Linked DNA regions of Sus scrofa: region 2 is linked to region 1. A link is a contact called in public Hi-C data. All regions are on one chromosome and are shown on one strand. The core of a region is the stretch at or near the end of the contact, and the rest is flanking DNA. Distances in the headings are between cores, read along the strand shown. Region 1 has its middle 21 kb from the start of ERI1. Region 2 holds the start of MFHAS1 (malignant fibrous histiocytoma-amplified sequence 1).

Region 1 (2,700 bases), core at 130-2,629:
TTAATTATTGTATCAAAGCATAATTCAAACAGTGATCAGCATTTGGCCACGGCATTTATGAAGTTTAGTAATTCATCTATAGGAGACTCAAACTATGGTGACATAAAAGATCAGGTTGCCATTGGTTGGGAGCGGGATGAAGGAGGGAGGGATAAGTAAGTGGAGCACACGGGAGTTTTAGAACAGTGGAACTACTTGTATGACACTCTAATGACCCATTTATGACATTCATTTGTCAAAACTCATAGAACAATGCAATACAAAGAGTGAAGCCTAATGTAAACTATGGACTCAGTTAATAATATTGTAGCCATATTGATTGATCAGTGGTAACAAAGGTACTACACTAATGTAAGATGTCAATAGAGAAACTGTGGGGAGGGGAGAAGGGACACAGGGAATTCTCCAGACTTTCTGTTCAATTTTTCTGTAAAACTGAATCTGCCTTTTTTTTTTTTTTTTTTTTTGGTCTTTTTTTAGGGCCTCACCCACAGCATACGAAGGTTCCCAGGCTAGGGGTCGAATTGGAACTGTAGCCACTGGCCTACGCCACAACCACAGCAACGCCAGATCCGAGCCATGTCTGGGACCTACACCACAGCTCACAGCAATGCTGGATCCTTAACCCACTGAGTGAGGCCAGGGATCAAACCTGTGTCCTCATAGATACTACTCAGATTCATTTCTGTTGAGCCACCATGGGAATTCCTGAAGCTGCCCTTTTAAAAAAAATCTATTAACATTTATTTATTTATTTAATGGCACTGGTGGCATATGGAAGTTCCTGGGCTAGGGATCAAACCCCAGCCCCAGCTATGACCTTTGCCACAGTTGCAACAACGCAGGACCTTAGCTCACTGTGCCAGCTGGGGATCAGACTTATGTCACCCAGAGACAATGCTGGATCTTTAACCTGCCACATCAGTAACAGGAATTTTTAAATAACTCAATGCTGAATTTTAATATTTATTTGTAATAATAAAAGGTCAATAATAATATAATTGAAAACTAGCATTTCAAAACCAAGCCAGGACTATGATGCTCTGATAATGTTTTATAAGTAAGGCACTGAATACTTTCCTCTGCTATCTGGTTTGTTCAGCCGTCTGGGGACTGGTCCAGGTCCTGCCTCTTGTGGAGCTGGCATGGACCTGGTGAGCATTCGTCCACTGGTACAATCTTGGCAAGAGCTCGCCTTGGGTGCACTGCACCTCCAGGATCACTCTGGTTCCCACCAGGGTGCCAAGAACCAGGGGCAGCTCCAGCATGGGTTGGTGATCGTTGCTACCATGCTGCCCAGCCACTGCATCATACAGCACTGGCTCCACCTGCCTGCCTAGCCTAGCCTGTCACCACCGCCCCAAGCCCCGGCACCAGGGATGGCAAAGATGCTAAACAAGTGGATCTGCTCTGAGCCCCCCTATTCGAATGGTGGCCAAGGCTAACAGGTTGCAGGAGCAGGCAGCCGAGGTGGCTGGGAATGAAGCCCCCACATGGGGCTGGTTTATTTTCTGCCTCCCCAGCCCAGTTTAGGGCTGCAAACAGGCAGTGCTTAGCTCTGAATGTTCAGTCTGTCATTCCTAAAGCCTGGATGACAGTGCTTGCAGCCTAAAAATAAACTCCCACTTCCCTTGGGGGCACTGGGATTTATTCTATTTAAATTTCACAGATTGTTTTCATTCCTCCGGGTTTGAAGCACTGGAGGCTGAAATCTGCTTCTCAGCTCTTTGTATGTATTTGTTTTAGTGACAGAGTCACCCTTGCAACAAGGGCTACTCCTATGGCAACTGTCACAAACAAGATCAGGCTTCTACTGAGGGAGGAAAGAAAGCCTCCCAAGAAAGCCAGGCACTTTCTTCCATGGATATGAATCTCCCTTTTAGGGCCTGGTGAGCAGGAGGTGAAGAAAGACTGGCATGACAAGGATGTTTTCATGATGAAGTCTAGCATGGTGCTAACTCAGCTGAAAAAAATTTTAAAGTGTGCCCTTCCCTTTGGGTTAGAAGTAAATGTTGGAATTAAGAGTTAATGCTTATTTCAAACAGTTACATGAGGGGAAAGTGTTACACCTTAGCTTATATTCATACAATTGCATGCACTGTCCTTGATATTATAGATAGATGATAGATATGATATATATATAGAGAGATGGCTATATATATAGATAATGCATAAGATATAATGCACATATAATATATAATTGTTGCATATAATTAAATAATATTCCATTTATTTTGCAACTTTGTAATTCTGAGAAGATAGTTTGGAAAACACTTGCAACGCTTTATTAATTAATTAATTAATTAGTCTTTTCAGTGCCGCACCTGTGGCATATGGATGTTCCCAGGCTAGGGGTCTAATTGGAGCTGCAGCTGCTGGCCTACACCAGAGCCACAACAACGCCAGATCCAAGCCACATCTGTGACCTACACCACAGCTCATGGCAATGACAGATCCTTGACCCATTGAGTGAGGCCAGGGATCGAACCTGCAACCTCATGTTTCCTAGTTGGATTTGTTTCTGCTGTGCCACAACGGGAACTCCAGCAACACTTTATATTTTGAAGTTTATCTTAAATTCTTATATATAGAGTTGAGGTTCAAGATTTCTCTGGATCCAGTCTGAAAAGCAAGGCTTCATTTCCTTCTAAAAGAAGAGTTCTCAACCCTATTAGATCCTGTGCTCATTTTTTATGAGTA
Region 2 (2,700 bases), core at 27-2,526, 56 kb before region 1:
TGCCAAGCTCAGCCCCGCTCAGCCACAGGATCTTTAGGGCACGCAGGGCACTGATATCTTCAGGTAGGCCACGCAGCCGGTTGCTGGACACATCCAGCTCCTCCAAGGCCGCCAGCTGCAACAGCTGCCGGGGAAAAGCCGTGAGCTGGTTGTGGTCCACGTCGAGGGTGCGCAGGTGGGAGAGGCAGGAGAAGGAGTCGGGCAGGTGTGTCAACCGGTTAAAACTGACGTCCAGCTCCTCCAGGTGGACCAGCGCGCCCAGCTGGGCAGGCATGGCGGGCAGCTGGTTGTGGCTGAGGTTGAGCTTCCGCAGCTCACGCAGGGCGCTCACCACCTCGGCGCCCAGGACGCTCAGCCGGTTGTGGCTCACGTCCAGCTCGGTTAGGTGGTGGCCCAGCTCCGCCACCGCGGGGGGCAGCCGGGCGAAGCGGTTTCGGCGCAGAACCAGGACGCGCAAGCTGCCCAGCGCAGAGCCCAGCCCGTCGGGCACCTCCTCCAGGCCGTTGTTCCCCAGGTTCAGCACCTCAATGTCCCCGATGTTGGCCGGCAGCACCAGCTGGGGGGCGTCGGGGGAGTCGATCTGGTCGGCACCTGGGCTGCCCCCGGCCGCGCTGAGGGTGAGCTGGCGCAGGTTGCTCCTCAGCTTTCTGGCACGCAGGGCGGCGTCCCGCCACAGCCTCACCGTTTTCAGGTTCCCACTGTCCGTCCCAGCCATGGTGGGGTCCCGGGCTGACACCTTGGCGCGGGCGCCCGCAGCTACATGCCGCGCTGCGCCCAGGCAGGCGCCAGTCTCTGGGGCCCTCTAGCTCCCGCTCCTCCCTTCCCACCAGCCCTCCGCGACCAGCGGCGGCGGGTCCTAGCGCAGCCAGCGGCCAGGCGCCCGCAGCTGGGGGGCAGCGGCGACGCGAGAAGCTCCGGGGAGCGCCGGGCGTGCGGCGCTGGGGGAGGCGGCCGGCCGGCGGGGAGCGCAGCTCGCATTCTCCGGGCTCTCGGGCCAGGGGCGCGCCGGGGCAGCAGGGCCGCCGCCCGCCCGCCGCGCCGCGGAGGATGCCTGCCGCTCCCCCTCCTGCTCCACCCGCCTCCGGGGCCTCGGGGCCGATTCTAGCCCCGCTACCCTCGCTGCCGCGGCCCCGCGGCCCGCAGCATCGTCGCCTCCGCGAGCTCCACGAGGACGGCGGCGGCCCGCTCCGCTGCGGGCATGATGTGGGCGCAGGGCCGGGCCGCCTCGTAGTCTCCGCTTCCCCGGGCTCCGGCGGGAGCGCGAGCGCCGCGTCCCCGCCACTGGGAGGGCGAGATCGGGAAGCGGCAGCGCCGCCCGGCGGAGCGGCCCCCACGTGACCCGCGGAGACGCCGCGTGTTCCCGGCACCGCCCCGGGGCGGGGGCCGCGGACCAGCGCCTTGAGCCGGGCTGGGGGCGCCTCGCCCTCCACGGGCGGCGGCTTGGACACCGCTGAGCCGGAGGCGCGCTGGTGGCCCGTCCCGGCTGCAGATCACGGCCCCGGGGCGCTCCTGCTTAAGTCTGCCTGCGTCTGGCTCTTTGTTGGCCCTGCGCCTCTAAGAATTTCTTTCTCTTCTCCCCTCACGTGTTGGATCCCAGGCCTCCCTGACTCATTCCTTACCCTTCTTCCCCCTTCCACTCACCCTATGTCCACACCTTAGTGGAACCGGCAGCATGCAGGGGCCTGGGTTTCATTGTAGGAACCTAAAAGGAGAGTGTGATTAAACAAAAGAACGAGAAAAGCAGGCAACCATTCATTCACTTGGTAAATATTTATCGAGACCTTATTTTATGGCAGACCGACCAGAGACAGACATTCTCTGCTCCCCTGAGGAAGGCTCTGAGCAGGCTCCTCGCCGGCCTTACTGCGGAGTGGAGAAAGGGGGGCCACGCAGTGTTTTATCCGGGATGTCCCACACATCCTCCCAACAGCCTCAGGAAACAAATACCATATCCCCAACTGTACAGTCCTTATTATGCTGTAGGTTCAAGAAAATGGCAGTTATGTCAAGAAAAATTTACAGCCCAATGCTCAACTCCAAGTCTTGCTTGCTTGCTTGTTTACTTATTTATTTATTTATTGGAATTTCTTTGCGGTCACATCTACACTAAGTAAATAATTTCTTCAGAATTTGCCCAAACCTTGAACTCTATTCAGCCTCAGGGTAGCACCTCCGTCATTGCCTCCAGCTTGATTAATAATGAAGCAAATAGCTCTCAGAGACACAAAGCTAAATGTAATTGGTTAAATGCACCAGTTAACACCTGGTTGGCTCTCCCCTACAAGGGATTGTTGCTGTCATTTGGGGACCCAAATTAAGTGCAGGTATTTGAATAGTAATAATTTGTCTCTTTAAAGGGAGCCATTGAGAAGTTCCTGTCGTGGCGCAGTGGTTAAGGAATCTGACTAGGAACCATGAATTTGCGGTTGGATCCCTGATCTTGCTCAGTGGGTTAAGGATCCAGCATTGCCCTGAGCTGTGGTGTAGGTTGCAGACGTGGCTCGGATCCCGTGTTGCTGTGGCTCTGGCATAGGCCGCTGGCTACAGCTCTGATTAGACCCCTAGCCTGGAAACCTCCATATGCCTCGGGAGTGGCTCTAAAAAAGGCAAAAATACAAAAATTAATTAATTAATTAATTAATTAAAAAAAAACAAAGAGAGCCATTGAACACCTCAGGCTGGAAAGCTGCCCCAGTGATG

The links. Hi-C and Micro-C count contacts between places; a contact is called where the count stands out from the background.
Region 2: a Hi-C map of liver shows a contact between it and region 1, with 3 times the contacts expected there. The contact joins the promoter of MFHAS1 here to the enhancer-like site in region 1. A contact is called at or near these places in 3 of 5 promoter capture datasets (fetal liver and liver), 17 of 47 Hi-C or Micro-C datasets (alveolar macrophages, brain, embryonic fibroblasts and 9 more) and 2 of 2 datasets of contacts at active chromatin or transcription factors (alveolar macrophages and skeletal muscle).

Annotation. Positions count from the first base shown.
Region 1 is chr15:56,143,355-56,146,054 of Sscrofa11.1, reverse strand. No RefSeq gene overlaps it. Among named protein-coding and RNA genes, the nearest start is that of ERI1, 21 kb to the right of the region's middle. Within about 2 kb of position 1,379, at least 14 of the 83 cell types and tissues checked have an H3K27ac peak or open chromatin away from gene starts, as enhancers often do. A contact at or near this core is called in fetal liver and liver, where this site is marked.
Region 2 is chr15:56,199,031-56,201,730 of Sscrofa11.1, reverse strand. It overlaps MFHAS1 (malignant fibrous histiocytoma-amplified sequence 1), which reads right to left and starts at 1,276. Exons shown (of 3, transcript XM_021075967.1): 1 at 1-1,276. The coding sequence starts at 715.